Linked DNA regions of Macaca mulatta: region 2 is linked to region 1. Evidence: chromatin contacts called from public Hi-C data. All regions are on one chromosome and are shown on one strand. The core of a region is the stretch at or near the end of the contact, and the rest is flanking DNA. Distances in the headings are between cores, read along the strand shown.

What was found. A called contact is a pair of places that touch in the nucleus more often than the background predicts.
Region 2: a Hi-C map of fetal cortex germinal zone shows a contact between it and region 1, with 2.0 times the contacts expected there. The contact joins the enhancer-like site here to the promoter of SOWAHC in region 1. A contact is called at or near these places in 2 of 14 Hi-C or Micro-C datasets (fetal cortex germinal zone and liver).

The regions. Positions count from the first base shown.
Region 1 is chr13:20,202,659-20,209,866 of T2T-MMU8v2.0, forward strand. SOWAHC (sosondowah ankyrin repeat domain family member C) reads left to right here and starts at 2,166. Exons shown (of 1, transcript XM_015113115.3): 1 at 2,166-6,852. The coding sequence starts at 2,351. The coding sequence ends at 3,946. SEPTIN10 (septin 10) reads right to left here and starts at 2,016. Exons shown (of 12, transcript XM_077960249.1): 1 at 1,646-2,016.
Region 2 is chr13:20,345,505-20,352,460 of T2T-MMU8v2.0, forward strand. It overlaps the pseudogene LOC697036. Among named protein-coding and RNA genes, the nearest start is that of SOWAHC, 140 kb to the left of the region's middle. Within about 2 kb of position 2,562, at least 9 of the 40 cell types and tissues checked have an H3K27ac peak or open chromatin away from gene starts, as enhancers often do. A contact at or near this core is called in fetal cortex germinal zone, where this site is marked.

The sequences.
Region 1 (7,208 bases), core at 916-3,415:
GATTCCATTATATAAGTCTTGGAATGACAAAACTATAGGAACAAAAACGAATCACACTGATTGTCTGGGGTTAAGGAGGAGGCAGGGCAGGAAAGAAGTGAGTGTGGTTATAAAAAGGCACTATGGGATCCTCCTGGTCCTGGGAACATCCTTTATCTTCACCGTAGCAATCAATGACAATATCTTGGTTGTGATATCATACTATGGGTTTGCCAGATATTACTGTGGAAAGCTGGGTAAAGGGTTCTCTCTATACTGCATTATTTCTTACAACTGCATACGAATCTACAATTAATGCAAAATAAAGTTTAATTCGAAAATAAGTTAGTCTCAAAGCAAATTAAGTACAATTAAAAAGAAATCTAACATCAGCTAAATGAAGTGCTCCCTTCTGCTCAAGCGTGTCTGGATACGTACTCTACGAATCAAAGAGTTTATAAAACACATTTTCCTCACCAGGACCCCTCAATTCTCCCTCACTCACACATGCGCACAAACACAGCAACTGAGACAAGGGGGGTCCAAACAGAAAATTTGAGATTTTTAAAAATACGCGATAGAATGAAAAGAGACCTGGGCTGAATCGGGGAGAAAAATCTTTGTCCAGGTTCTATAAAACAAACCAACGGTGTCACTTTGGACGGATCCTCTAATCTCTCAGCCTACAATCTGAACTCTTTCTACAATTTAAACTTCTCATGTAGGAGGCTGCTTAGGAGAGTAGTTCTCAAACTTTTTGGTCTCCAGCCTCCAAAGAGCTTTTGTTTACATAGATTAAAACCACTAATGTTTACTATCAGAAATTAAAAGGGAGAATTTGTTTTTAAGAATACACAGACCGGAGCTTGCAGTGAGCTGAGATCCAGCCACTGCACTCCAGCCTGGGCGACAGAGCGAGACTCCGTCTCAAAAAAAAAAAGAATACACAGACATCGGCCCTCCAAACGGTGGTATCATTCCATATCATGTAGCCTTTGGAAAACTCGATGTACAGGTCCTTGGTACTATTATGAAAATAGTTGTAACGACACTTTGAAAACCGCTGGCTTACTAGCAAGCGAAATAAATATACAAAAGTAACTGGAAAGGTTCAAAACAATGAACAAACGCGTTCTTTTAGAGTACAAAAGAGTCAAGGCGGGAAAAAAAACGGTTCGGAGGAAAACTTGGACGACCACACCATTGGGTAAAACGCGAAAGCTTTTGAAAAGCCAGGGAAGCCGGGCTTTCTCCCGGGGGCAGGGAGGCTGGGAAGTGCTCACGGCTGTGAAAGATGACCGCTATTCAACCAGTCCGCACACCGCCCTCAACACCGTTACAGCCATGAGAGACCCACAATCACCGCTGTGGGTTTAACTTTTGGCAAAGACCGGGAAGTCGTTCAAGAAGAACTCCCCCACCGTCCCGACGCTGGCACCGCGCCCCGTGCCCCGCGAGCCGGGGTCCGGCCGCGCCCAGGCTCCTGTCCCGCCCCAGGCGCCCGGCCGCCGCGGAAGCCGGGAAGGACTGGGCGGGCGGGGCCCGAGGGGGCGCGGGTCACAATCCCGGGCCGGACCAGGGGGCCAGCGGGCCGGGGTCGCGGTCCGGGAAGTCCCGCGGGGGCCGAGGAGCTCGGGGCTGGGGCCCCGGCGTCGGCGGGACTCACCAGGTGCCGCGCCACCTCGGAGGAGGCCATGGTCGCGGGGAGGGGCGCGGTGAAGCGGCTGTATCAGCCCGGCCCCGAGCGGCTGGTCCCGACAACGGCGGCGGGAAGGCGGGAGCGCTGCAGTAACGGGCGGGGCGCGAGGCGAAGCGGCTCCGCCACAGGGAAGGGACAGGGGCGGGGCCGAGCTGGAGGCCTCCGGGGACGGTGGACGGGGGGCGGGGTCGGGGCGGACGCCCTGTGGTGCGCGCTGAGCGTTTTGAGTTCGCCAAACGAGCCCCTCGCGGGAGCTGCCCTCGACGACTGAGGACTGAGTGTCAGTGTTGGGGCGGGCTGAAGGAGAGCCGGGACTCCAGGAAGAGGGCGCGAAGAATGCAGGCGGGAACTGCGGAACAGTGATTGCGGCCCACGCGAGGCCGGAAGTGGGCGGGCCCTGAGGCAAGGCCGCCCTAGGTGGGTGTGGCTGATACAGCGGGGAGCGGAAGTGGGCGTGGCCTGTTGTCGTGGGCGCGGGGCGGGGATGCGGGGGGCGTGTCCCCCCGGGCGCGGCCCAGTGAGGCGGTGGCCGAGTTCTCCGGCCTGTGACGCCTAGGCTGGCAGCCCGCTGAGCCCGCCAGACTCCGCCGTCGTCGGGAGACGGCCGCTGGGAGCCCGCCGCGATGGGACCGCGCTGAGCCGCCCGCTGGCGGGGGAGCAGCGCGGTCTAGGATGGAGGGGTCGGCAGAGTGGGGCCCCGAGGCAGTGCTGGGCCCCGAGGCGGTGCTGCGCTTCCTGGCGGAGCGCGGGGGCCGGGCCCTCCATGCCGAGCTGGTGCAGCACTTTAGGGGCGCACTGGGCGGCGAACCCGAGCAGCGCGCCCGCGCCCGCGCGCACTTCAAGGAGCTGGTGAACGCCGTGGCCACGGTGCGCGTCGATCCCGCCGACGGCGCCAAGTACGTGCACCTCAAGAAGAGGTTCTGTGAGGGGCCGTCCGAGCCCTCCGGGGACCCGCCGCGAATCCAGGTGACCGCCGAGCCCGAGGCCCCCGACTGCCCGGCCGGGCCCGAGGTGCGCGATCGGCTCCCCGACGCAGCGGCCCCGGAGGCGCTCCCTGGACAGGGCCGCGAGCTGGGCGAGGGAGAGCCCTACGTTGCCGCTCACGGGCCGCCCCTGAGCGCCGGGGCTCGCAGGAAGAACTCGCGGCGCGAAGTGCAGCCCCTGCCCCGGACTCCGGCCCCGGGACCCAGTGAGGACCTGGAACCCCCGCCCCATGGCTGCGAGGAGGCGGACAGGAGCAGCTCCCTTGGGGGGGCCACCGCACAGAGGCCGGCCCGCCAGAACTTCCGCGACCTGGTGATGGGCAGTTCCCCGCAGCTGAAGAGGAGCGTGTGTCCCGGAGGCAGCAGCCCGGGCAGCTCCTCCGGGGGAGGACGCGGCAGAGGCGGTGGCGACTCAGACAGCGCATCGGTGGCCTCGTCGTCCGCGGAGGAGGAGAGCAGCGGCGGAGGCTCCGTGACGTTAGATCCCCTGGAGCACGCCTGGATGCTCTCTGCCTCCGATGGCAAGTGGGACAGCCTGGAGGGCTTGCTCACCTGCGAGCCCGGCCTGCTGGTCAAGCGGGACTTCATTACCGGCTTCACTTGCCTGCATTGGGCCGCCAAGCACGGAAGGCAGGAGCTTCTGGCCATGCTAGTCAACTTCGCCAACAAACACCAGCTGCCGGTGAACATCAACGCCAGGACGAGCGGGGGTTACACCGCCCTGCACTTGGCGGCCATGCACGGGCACGTGGAGGTCGTGAAGCTGCTGGTAGGGGCCTACGACGCCGATGTGGACATCAGGGACTACAGTGGGAAAAAGGCCTCCCAGTACCTGAGTCAGAGCATCGCTGAGGAGATCAAGAACCTGGTGGGAGCCCTGGACGAGGGTGACGGGGAAAGCGCCGCGGGTAGCAGCGGTGGGCGCTGGAGGCTTTCAAAGGTGCTTCCCTCGCATCTCATCACCTACAAACTCTCACACGTCCTAGATGATGGAGGAGACCATCACTACCATCACCATCACCAACATCACCACTTGGCTGAGGGGTGGGTCGGAGGCAAAGCCAAGGATCCAGGGCGCAAAGCCTCTGGCAGCTCTAGTGGACGTATAAAACCCAGACTCAACAAAATCCGCTTCAGAACCCAGATTGTCCACACCACACCCTCTTTCAGGGACCCAGAACAGCCACTGGAGGGTGGCGGGGAGGAGGAAGTGGAGGAGGAACGGTCTGTTAAAGGCCACTCGTCTTCCTTCAGATTGAGACCAAAGTCCAATGTATTTGGGTAAAAATTATTTCTTTTAGAAAATGCTAAGGGTTATTTGTCTTAGGAAATTGAATACTAGGTGTTGTAAGGAAATGAGACCAGAAGGACAAGCTAAATTATGCATTCTTACTTGAGGGACTGGAATGGATGGGGCGGAGTTCCCTTCAGGTTAGCCTTCTGGGGAAAGTGGATTTCTTTTTAAGAGATTCATCATACCTTGACCTGTGCCTCTTTTCTGCCCTCCACTTCCCTGCCCTGGAGCCCATTTCTGGAGACTAGAAATGTATCTAAATTGGGGGAACAGAATGAATGAATGAGAGTTCCTTTGCTTTAACCATTCCTGGATGTCTGCAAAGTAAGGAATAGTGAGTGCACTTTTTATGTATCTGATTTTATAAGGGGTTACTCTTTCAAGAGCAACAAAAAAATGCAAATTGTAATGAAACTGGTAGTATTTCTGAGTGTGAAAACGACAGGCTGCCCCATTTTTTACTAATTGCATTTGCATTTTAAGGTACTACTGAAGGTCAGATCAAAGTTGAAATGCAAAAATACTAATTAGGTAATAATGTGAATAAATGGGAATCCTCTTGGTATTTTATGTGTATTGTAAGTAGCAGTTAAATTATTTTTGTAAAAGCAATTTCAGTTTTAATCACTGAACAAAAGAAACAGGCAACATTCACTTCTGTAGTATGGTTTCCAGCTATCTCTAACACCACTATTAAGGTACACCAGTGTTAAGGTACATTAATAACTACACAAAATTTTATTTAAAGAGGGCACTTAGCAGCCTATGATAGTTTTAAATAAAATGTTGCCTCTCCTTTGGATTCTCACTAACTTGTGTTACTATTCTAAAAGTTTGCATTTGCTGGGGTGTTTATTCTGAGGATCATATAACCATTGTTCTACTTGGCATAACCCTGTTTAATGGTGCTTAGAGCTGAATTACCTACAGAAACTGTTTCTGGTTTAAATAATTAGCACAAATTGGCTCATGAGCCCATGTTTCTGTGAAGTAATTATTAAACCAACGTAATGATCCTCACGTAAGGTACACTTTTTATTTTACTACATTGGTAGTCTCTATGACTTGTAGCAATGTTTTATAAATGTTTAAAATGCTAAACTTAATTTTCCAACCTTTTCTTGACAATTAGATACCTATCCTGTAGTTACTGAAAATCTGGGTAGTAAATCTACCCAGTTAAAATGGCACTTTATAAAAGGGAATAGAGAAGAGATGGGACTATTTCTATATTTAAATGCTGCTGGCTATTAAATTCCTTTGTATATAAATGAAAAATACCATTCATTAAAATTAAGGACTTAAGTGTGGTTCTTAATTACATTTCATTCGTTTATGTTAGAGTAAATGGCTTCATAATTACTTTAAAATTTAACCCACAAGCATATGAAATCTGTTTGTCATAAAATTGGAAACAATTTTTGAGAGGGACTAATTTAAACAAGTCCTTCTCCTTTAGTCTTTTGGGTCACGTAATTGCTGAAACCTAAGTACCTACAGACTACAGGATAAGGAAGTTCACAGCCTGCAGGGTGAATGAACCCATGTGTGAACTGCACAAAGCAATTCATAGAAAATGCACAGAAATTTGTAACACTTTTGTCACGTCTGTCTCTAGATGCTCATTGAATTTGTTTAAAGATGGATGAAAGGCCGGGCATAGTGGCTCACGCCTGTGATCCCAGCATTTTGGAAGGCCGAGGTAGGTGGATCACTTGAGGCCAGGAGTTTGAAACCAGCCTGGCCAACATGGTAAAAACGTGTCTCTTCTAAAAATACAAAAATTAGCTGGGTGTGGTGGTGCGTTCCTATAGTCCTAGCTACTTAGGAGGCTGAGGCATGAGAATCACTTAAACCTGAGAGGCGAAGGTTGCAGTGAGCCAAGATCATGCCACTGCACTCCAGCCTGGGCAGCGGAGACTCTGTCTCAAAAAAAAAAAAAAAAAGATGAATGAAAATATGAAATATCTAAACTATTATCCATTCGTTTGCCTTTTGTTGTGGGATTTTAGATATGAACTGTGTAAATTTGAGAAGCACTTATGCATACACGTGGGTGAAAAACCAATCTAATTTTGTATAAATAAAAATAGGCTCCTGGAAGGTAAGAAGTAGTCAGTTGTGCTAAATCTATACATATTGCCTGTATCTAGTGCGGAATAAGCTATGACGTCCCATTGAGGAATCTTAAATTTCATAGACATGTAAAGCTGAAATAACTCTAAAGAGTAGATGTTTCAGAACCATCAGAAGGTTCTGGTGAACAGTCAGTATTATCTCTTAAATGTATATGTTGGTCACTAATTGCACAAAATCTATAATTTGCTAGGGCTTTAGAGATTGAGTCAATATGTCATTTACTGTGGTTTTCCCCCAAAGGCTTTAACTTTTCTGATAAAATAATATTTTAAATTTTCAAAAACCCATTCCTGAGGGGAACTACTAGCATTCCTTTTCATGATGTGCTTGTTTGTGCAGTAAGTAGCATTTTTGGCTACTTAACTCTACATTCCTCTTATTTTTCAGTTTCCAGTCAAGATTATAAAAAGCAAGATTATAATTTGATATTCATAGAGTTGCGCCTACCTTTAATGGAAAAATGTATGTCAGATACTTAGATGTTTATTGATATGAGACCATGTGGTTAAAAAACCCAAGTATGTCCATGTGTTTCTTATAAGGTACACTTGAAACTAGTGAGTATTTGTCACATTTCACTTTCATGGTATGTAAAATGCAGTTCGCATATATAACTTGAATATCTGGTACTAGTTTTTTCATGCCTGAAATCTTGGAGTCTAGGTTGCCTTGTCTCTCCTTTTTTTAAATAAGTGAAATTTGGGAGATTGTAAAATCTGTAAAGTTTGTTTTGTCAAAATAAAATGTTCACAGTAGAATTTTTCTCTGAATTGTTTAAGTTTCTGTCGTCCTTTAGACTTTTTACATATACTGTGTTTTACAGTTCACAAAATGCTTTTTGAAGTTTCAATTTATTTGACCCTTTTCCTATCCCTTAAGATTATGGGCCATATGTTCTTGACTTACAGATAAGAAAATAAAGGTTAATGGTTGTTCAGGGTCACACAGTAAAAAGCTGTTAGTAAGATCTTAAGAGTCAGTGCTTTCCCACAACGTTACCTTTTCTGCACGTTGAATTGCCACATTTTTAGCAAAACAGCTGTAGTTTGGCACCAGTGATGGAGGAATCAACTAGGAGAGAAGGTAATACCTCCACCACTACCTAAAAAAAAGC
Region 2 (6,956 bases), core at 1,312-3,811, 140 kb after region 1:
AGTGAGCCAAGACAGCACCACTGCACTCCAGCCTGGACAATAGAGCCAGATCCTGACTTAAAAAAAAAAAAAGAAAATGTCAGCTGGGCGCGGTGTCTCATGCCGGTAATCCCAGCACTTTGGGAGGCCGAGGTGGGTGGATCACCTGAGGTCGGGAGTTCAAGACTAGCCTGACCAATATGGCGAAACTCTGTCTCCACAAAAAATGCAAAAATTAGCCTGGCATGATGTCAGGTGCCTGTAATCCCAGCTACTCAGGAGGCTGAGGCGGGAGAATTGCTTGAATCTGGGAGGTGGAGTTTCCAGTAAGCTGAGATCGTGCCATTGCACTCCAGCCAGGGTGACAGAGTGAGACTCCATCTCAAAAAAAAAAGTCATCCAAATGTAAAGGAATAGGTGAAACTATTTCTATTTATAGATGACATAATCCTTTGTATACAAAACCCCAGAGAATCCACAAGAAAGCTCAGAGCTAATAAATGAATTCAGCAAAGTGGCAGTGTACAAAATGAACACACAAAAACAAATTGTTTTCTATACACCAGAAGGAAATTAAGAAATTCCATTTACAATAGCATGTGAAATAGTTAAATACTTAGAGATAAATCTAACTGAAGAGGTCAAAGATTGATACTCTGAAAACTATAAAAGATAAAAACTACAAAAAAATTTAAAAGATCAAAGTAATTGAAAATATATTCTGTGTTCGTGGATAGGAAGATTTACCACTGTTAAGATGTCAATACTACTGAAAGTAATCAGCAAATTCAATAAAATATCTTCTAAAATTCCACAGACTTTTTTCCCCCCACAAATGGGGAAGCTGATCCTCAAATTTACGTAGAATTGAAAGTGACCCTGAATTGCCAAAACAATATTTATAAGGAAGAATAGGGTTGGAAGACTCACACTTTCTGATTTCAAAACTTACTTCAAAGCTACATTAATTAAAACAGAACAGCACTGGCATAAGGACAGGCATATCCAATGAAATAGAATAGAGAGTCAGAAAAAGGTCTCATATATATGGTCAATGGATTCTTTCTTTCTTTTTTATTTTTAATTGACACATAATAATTGCACATGTTTATGGGGTATTGTGTGATATTTCGATACATGTATACAAAGTGTGATGCTCAAATCAGGGTAATAATCATATCCATCACCTCAAACATTTATGATTCCTTTGTTGTAGGAACATGCAAAATCTTCTGTTCTAGCTATTAAAAATATGCAATAAATTATTGTTGACTATAGTCACCCTACAATGTTATAGAGCATTAGAACATTTTCCTCCTATCCAGCTATTATATTTTTGTCCATTAACTAACTCCCCCTATTCTTCCCACCTCCCTGCCTTTCCTAGCCTTTAATAACCACTATTGTACTCTTCTATGAGCTCAATTTTTAAATCTTCCACATATAAGTGAGAACATGTGGTATTTATCTTTCTGTGCCTGCCTTATTTCAGTTAACATAAAATCCTCTAGGTTCATTCATGTTGCTGTAAATGACAGAATTTTATTTTTTATGGCTGAATAGTATTCTATTTTGGTTATAGACCACATTTTATTTATCCATTAATGTGTTGGTGAGCACTTAGGTTGATATCATATCTTGGCCGTTATGCATAGTGCGGCAATAAACACAGGAATGCAGATCTCTCTCTCCCTCTTTTTCTTTTTTAGTAACCATGTGTTAGCCACTTTAATAGAAAATGTGATCAAAACTTGATTACAAGAGTTCAAAAAGGCAGAGAAAAACCAGTGAATTTCAATTTTATTACTAGTATTTAAATCTGGGACTAGTTTAAAAAAATTTTTTTTTAAACTTAAATGCTAACTTCAGCCCAGGGGTTTTTCACAATCAAACTAAAAATTACTTACTACATGGAAAAATCAATGCAACAAACAAGTAAAATTTGTGAACTCAAGCTACGAACTTATAGTTAATAATCACGATAAGGGACATTGCCCAAGAGCAACTGATGCCTCAGTGAAGTTTGAAAGAAACTCTGCCTTCGGTGAAGGCAGAGAAAAAATATGCAAGCAATTCTGCTTCAAAGAAATTTGCATAGAAATGGAAAATGCTAGAACCTTTAACACAAGTGAAATTGCAAAGCCTTAACATGTTCAACTCAGTCCACAGAGCACCAAATGTTGAATTGGAGCCAAGGTAGGATTAAACATTGAATTTCCAGCTATGCCACTCGCAGAGCACAATTTCAGGTGTGGAAACCATCTGTAGGCAAGTTCTTTTAAAAACATGAATTTCATACACTGTAAATTCTTAAACACACACTTCTGCATTATTGTTCGAATTTCAGAAGGGCACCACAAGGCATCGGGGTCTTTCAAAGTCACTCACGGCAGCAATTGCATCTTTTTTTCCCAGCCTTGGTAGCCCCCTTCTGCGGTTCTCTAGCCTCTGCACGCACTGCAGCACACCACTGTTTGCAGAGTAACTTCTGACATTAAATGCAGTCATGGCCTAAGTTGCATGAGTCAGCTGTTTCCCAGGCACCTCCCAACTCCTTGGCGGGGGAGGCTTCCCAGCCACTTCTTCAGGCCCCACACAAGAGGCCACATCTGGAAGCACTAGTCCTCTAGCGCCCTCTGCTGGAGACCAAAGTGACAAATTGTTGCAAAGACTTGCAGAAACAGCTTACACATTCATTTTTGTACACATTTAGTTAATTGAGAACCTGGGACTTTTACAATCGATTCCCCAAACCCCTTTATGGAGAGTGACAGACTACGCAGCAACGCTGAAGGAGCACTGTTTCTCTCTCTAGGAAGAAGATTAGTAGACGTAATTGTGTGCGTCAAGAGAAATTTGTACTAAAAAATCAAAGCAAGACGAATGACCCAGAAACCCGCGTTTTATTGACACTGTCATTTTCCCAGACAGAGAATCTTAGAAAGATGTCACGTTTTCTTTTAATGAATGAGAGGAGCCCGCTTGTATCCCTGAATCATTCTTTGGGAAAAGCAACAGAAACGATTGACAGTTATATTTTTAAAAATAAAACGGTCACTCCCTTCAGCCCACACCTCCACACCTTCATCTGCCTGCCCAATGGCTATCAGTTCCGTCAAGTCACCCTCTCCTTCTACTCTAGTATTACCACAAGAATTGAAATTTTCAAGCAGAAAAAAAAGAAGTCATGTTACAAATAAGCGAGTGGTGGCCCAAGGAAGCCCTTTGACTATGATTTCCAATTTTCTGTTCAGTCAACACTGCAGAGATACAAGGATAAACCACCATTTTGGTTCCCAAGTTTTATTCAAGAACTCACACAAAATATTCCAGATAAATGAAATTCAATCCTCGTCTTTCTCCTCTTCTTCGTCCTGGTTAATTTGGAAGCAACGTAATTTGTAACTCTTTTTGCTGTTAGCAACTGTGCACAACCAATCATGAAGATTATTCTTCTTCAAATATGTTTTGGTGAGATATTTCAAATATCTTTTGGAAAAAGGCACCTCGGATATCACGGTGATCTTGCTCTTGTTTCGACGGTCACCACCCCTCCACCAAGGTTCCCAGCTTTTCAGTTCACTTTGATCCTTCCTTGCAAAAACTGCTCAAAATTGGCAGCATCCACGATTCCATCTTCTACGGGGTGGGTGCAACCAAGAGTGAACTTCAGAACCTGCTTTTTTTTTTTTTTTTTTTTTTTTTTTTTGCCCCCGTTCACCACAAGCTTTCTCACAGGCATCATGGCATCAGCAGAGGCAGAAAGCCAGATATCTCTTTAACATACTGATTTTCTCTCCTTTGGATGTATATCCAGTGATGGGATTGCTAGATCATATGGTAGCTTAATTTTTAGTTTTTTGAGGGACCTCCATACTGTGTTCCACAGTGGCTGTACTAATTTACATATCCACCAACAGTGTAAAAACATTCCCTTCAATCTGCATCCTCTCCAGTATTTGTTATTTTTTGCCTTTTTGGTAATAGCTATTCTGATTGGGGTGAAATGAAATCTCATTGCAGTTTAGATTTGCATTTCCCTGATGGTTAGTGATATTAAGCATTTTTTCTTATACTTGTTGGCCATTTGTAGATCTTTTGAGAAATGTCTACTTAGATCTTTTGCCCATTAAAAAAAAAATGGGTTATTTGTTGTGTTTTATTTGCTGTTGTTTGAGTTCTTTGTTTATTCTGGACATTAATCCCTTGTCAAATGAGTAGTTTGTAAATAGTCCCTCCCATTCTGCAAGTTGACTCTTGACTCTGTTGATTGTTTCCTTTGCTGTGCAGAGGCTTTTTGGTGTGATATAATCCCATTTGTCTATTTTTGTTTTGTTGCCTGTGCTTTTGTGGTCTCATTCATGAAATCTTTGTCCAGCTCAATGACCTAAGCATTTTCCTTAGGCTTTCTTCTAGTAGTTTTGTAGTTTTGGATCTTGCATTTAAGTCTGTAATCCATTTTATTTTTGTATATGGTGAGAGATAGGAGTCTAGTTTTATTCTTCTGCATATGGATATCCAGTTTTCTCAGTACAATTTATTTATTGTTTATTTATTTATTTTGAGATGGAGTTTTGCTCTTGTTGCCCAAGCTGTAGTGCAACGGTGCAATCTCAGCTCACCGCAACCTCTGCCTCCTGGGTTCAAGCCATTCTCCTGCCTCAGCCTCCTGAGTAGCTGGGACTACAGGCATGCACCACCACACCCGGCTAATTTTGTATTTTTAGTAGAGACAGGGTCTCTCCCTGTTTGTCAGGCTGGTCTCGAACTCCCGACCTCAGGTGATCCACCTGCCTCGGCCTCCCAAAGTGCTGGGATTACAGGCGTGAGCCACCATGCCTGGCCTTCTCAGTACCATTTATTGAAGAGGCTGTCCTTTTGCCAATGTATATTCATGATGTCTTGGTTGAAAATCAGTTGGCTGTAGATACGTGTATTTATTTCTGGTTTCTCTATTCTGTTTCAGTAGTCTGTGTATCTGCTTTTATGTCAGTACTGTGCTTTTCTGGTTACAATTTTATGGTATATTTTGAGGTCAGGTAGTGTGATGACTCCAGCTTTGTTCTTTTTCTCAGGTTTGCTTTGGCTAGTCAGAGTCTTTTGTGGTTCCATATGAATTTTAGGATTTTTTTTTTTAATTTTTGCAAAGAATATAATTGATATTTTGATAGGGATTGCAATTAGTCTGTAGATCATTTGGAATAGTGTGGTCATTTTAACAATATTAATTCTCCCAACCAATGAACATTGCATGTCTTTACATTTTTAGGTCCTCTTCAATTCTTTTCATCAGTCTTTTATTGTTTTCATTGTAGAGGTCTTTTACCTCCTTGGTTAAATTTACTCCTACGCTTTTTTTTTTTTTTTTTTTTTTTTTGGTAGCCTTTTAAAATAAAATTGCTTTCTTGATTTCTTTTTCAGAAAATTTGTTATTGGTGTATAGAAATGTTACTGATATTTGTATGTTGATTTTGTATTCTCAACTTTACTGAATTTGTTTATCAGTTCTAAGACTTTTTGATAGTCTTACAACTGTAGACCCCAAATCCTACCATGACTTGTGTCTCTTTTCCTAGGTACATCTTCAACCTTGGCAAAATAAACTTCTAAAGTGATTGAGACCTGTCTCAGACACTGTTTTGGTTTATACTCGCTTTTTTTTTTTTTTTCTTTTTTTAAGATGGAGTCAATGGTGCAATCTCGGTTCACTGCAACCTCTGCCTCCCGGATTCAAGTGATTCTCCTGCCTCAGCCTCCCGAGTAGCTGGGATTACAGGCACTTGCTACCATGTCCGGCTAATTTTTGTATTTTTAGTAGAGACGGGGTTTCACTTTGTTGGCCAGGCTGATCTTGAACTCCTGACCTCGTGATCCACCCTCCTCGGCCTCCCACAGTGCTGGGATTACAGGCATGACTCACCGTGCCTGGCCTTTACACTTGCTTTTTGAAATGAATTTGGAATTCCCTCCCTTTCAATTTTTCGGAAGAGTTTGAGAAGAGTTGGAGTGAGTTCTTTAAAAGTTCGGTAGAATTTAGCAGTGAAAGTTTTTCTTTATACACATGGGGAAAATTCTCTCCTCAAACCATGTTTTCCTCTACTTTCCTATCTCAACAATCACCTACACAGAAGAGAACTTCTGTGACCAGATGTGTGGGGATTTTCCCCGCCAACCAAGCAGCAGACACCAGCTGAATGTCCTCCAATTCCGTTCTAACACTACTTACGTGGAGATAGTGCCAGATCCCACAGGTTAAGGACTCAGTCCCCAAGCCTATTCTCTCCTACTCCTCACCCACTGGTCCCAAGTCCAGGCCTCTGGAACTTCTGATTGCCTTCAAGTTGGGGTTCCCACAACACCCTCTTTGGGTTCAATTAATTTGTTAGAGTGGCTCCCAGAACTCGGAGAAACACTTACATTTACTGGTGTACTAAGAAGTGTATTTTAAAGGATGCAGATAACCAGATGAAGAGATATATAGGATGAGGTCTGCAAGGGTCCCAAACGCAGGAGCTTCTGATCCTGTGGAGTGGGAGTGCGCCACCCTCCCAGCATGTGGGCTAGTTTTTCTTCACCTTCCTGTCGGCCTCCACGTGTTCGGCTAACAGGAAGCTCACTGAACCCTGTCCTCTTGGATTTTTATGGAAGCTTCATGGCAGCGGCATTCTTCCCCCAGAGGTATACGGTGAGACCCTCTCAAGACTCACAATCAGAAAGGCAGGGGAACATTAGAGTGAAAGGAGGGCAGGACAATGTCAGAGGCCTGTCCCTGAGGCCTAACGCCCCCAACATTATAACAAAAAACTGCATCAAGGGCTATGGGAATTATGATCCAGAAACTGTGGATGAAAACGAAACAGGGACAATTTGATTTCCTCTTTTCCAACTTGGATGCATTGATTTCCTTCTCTTGTCTAATTCCTCTGGCTAAGACTTACGGTGCTATCTGAGTAAGAGTGGTAAAAGTGGGCATCCTT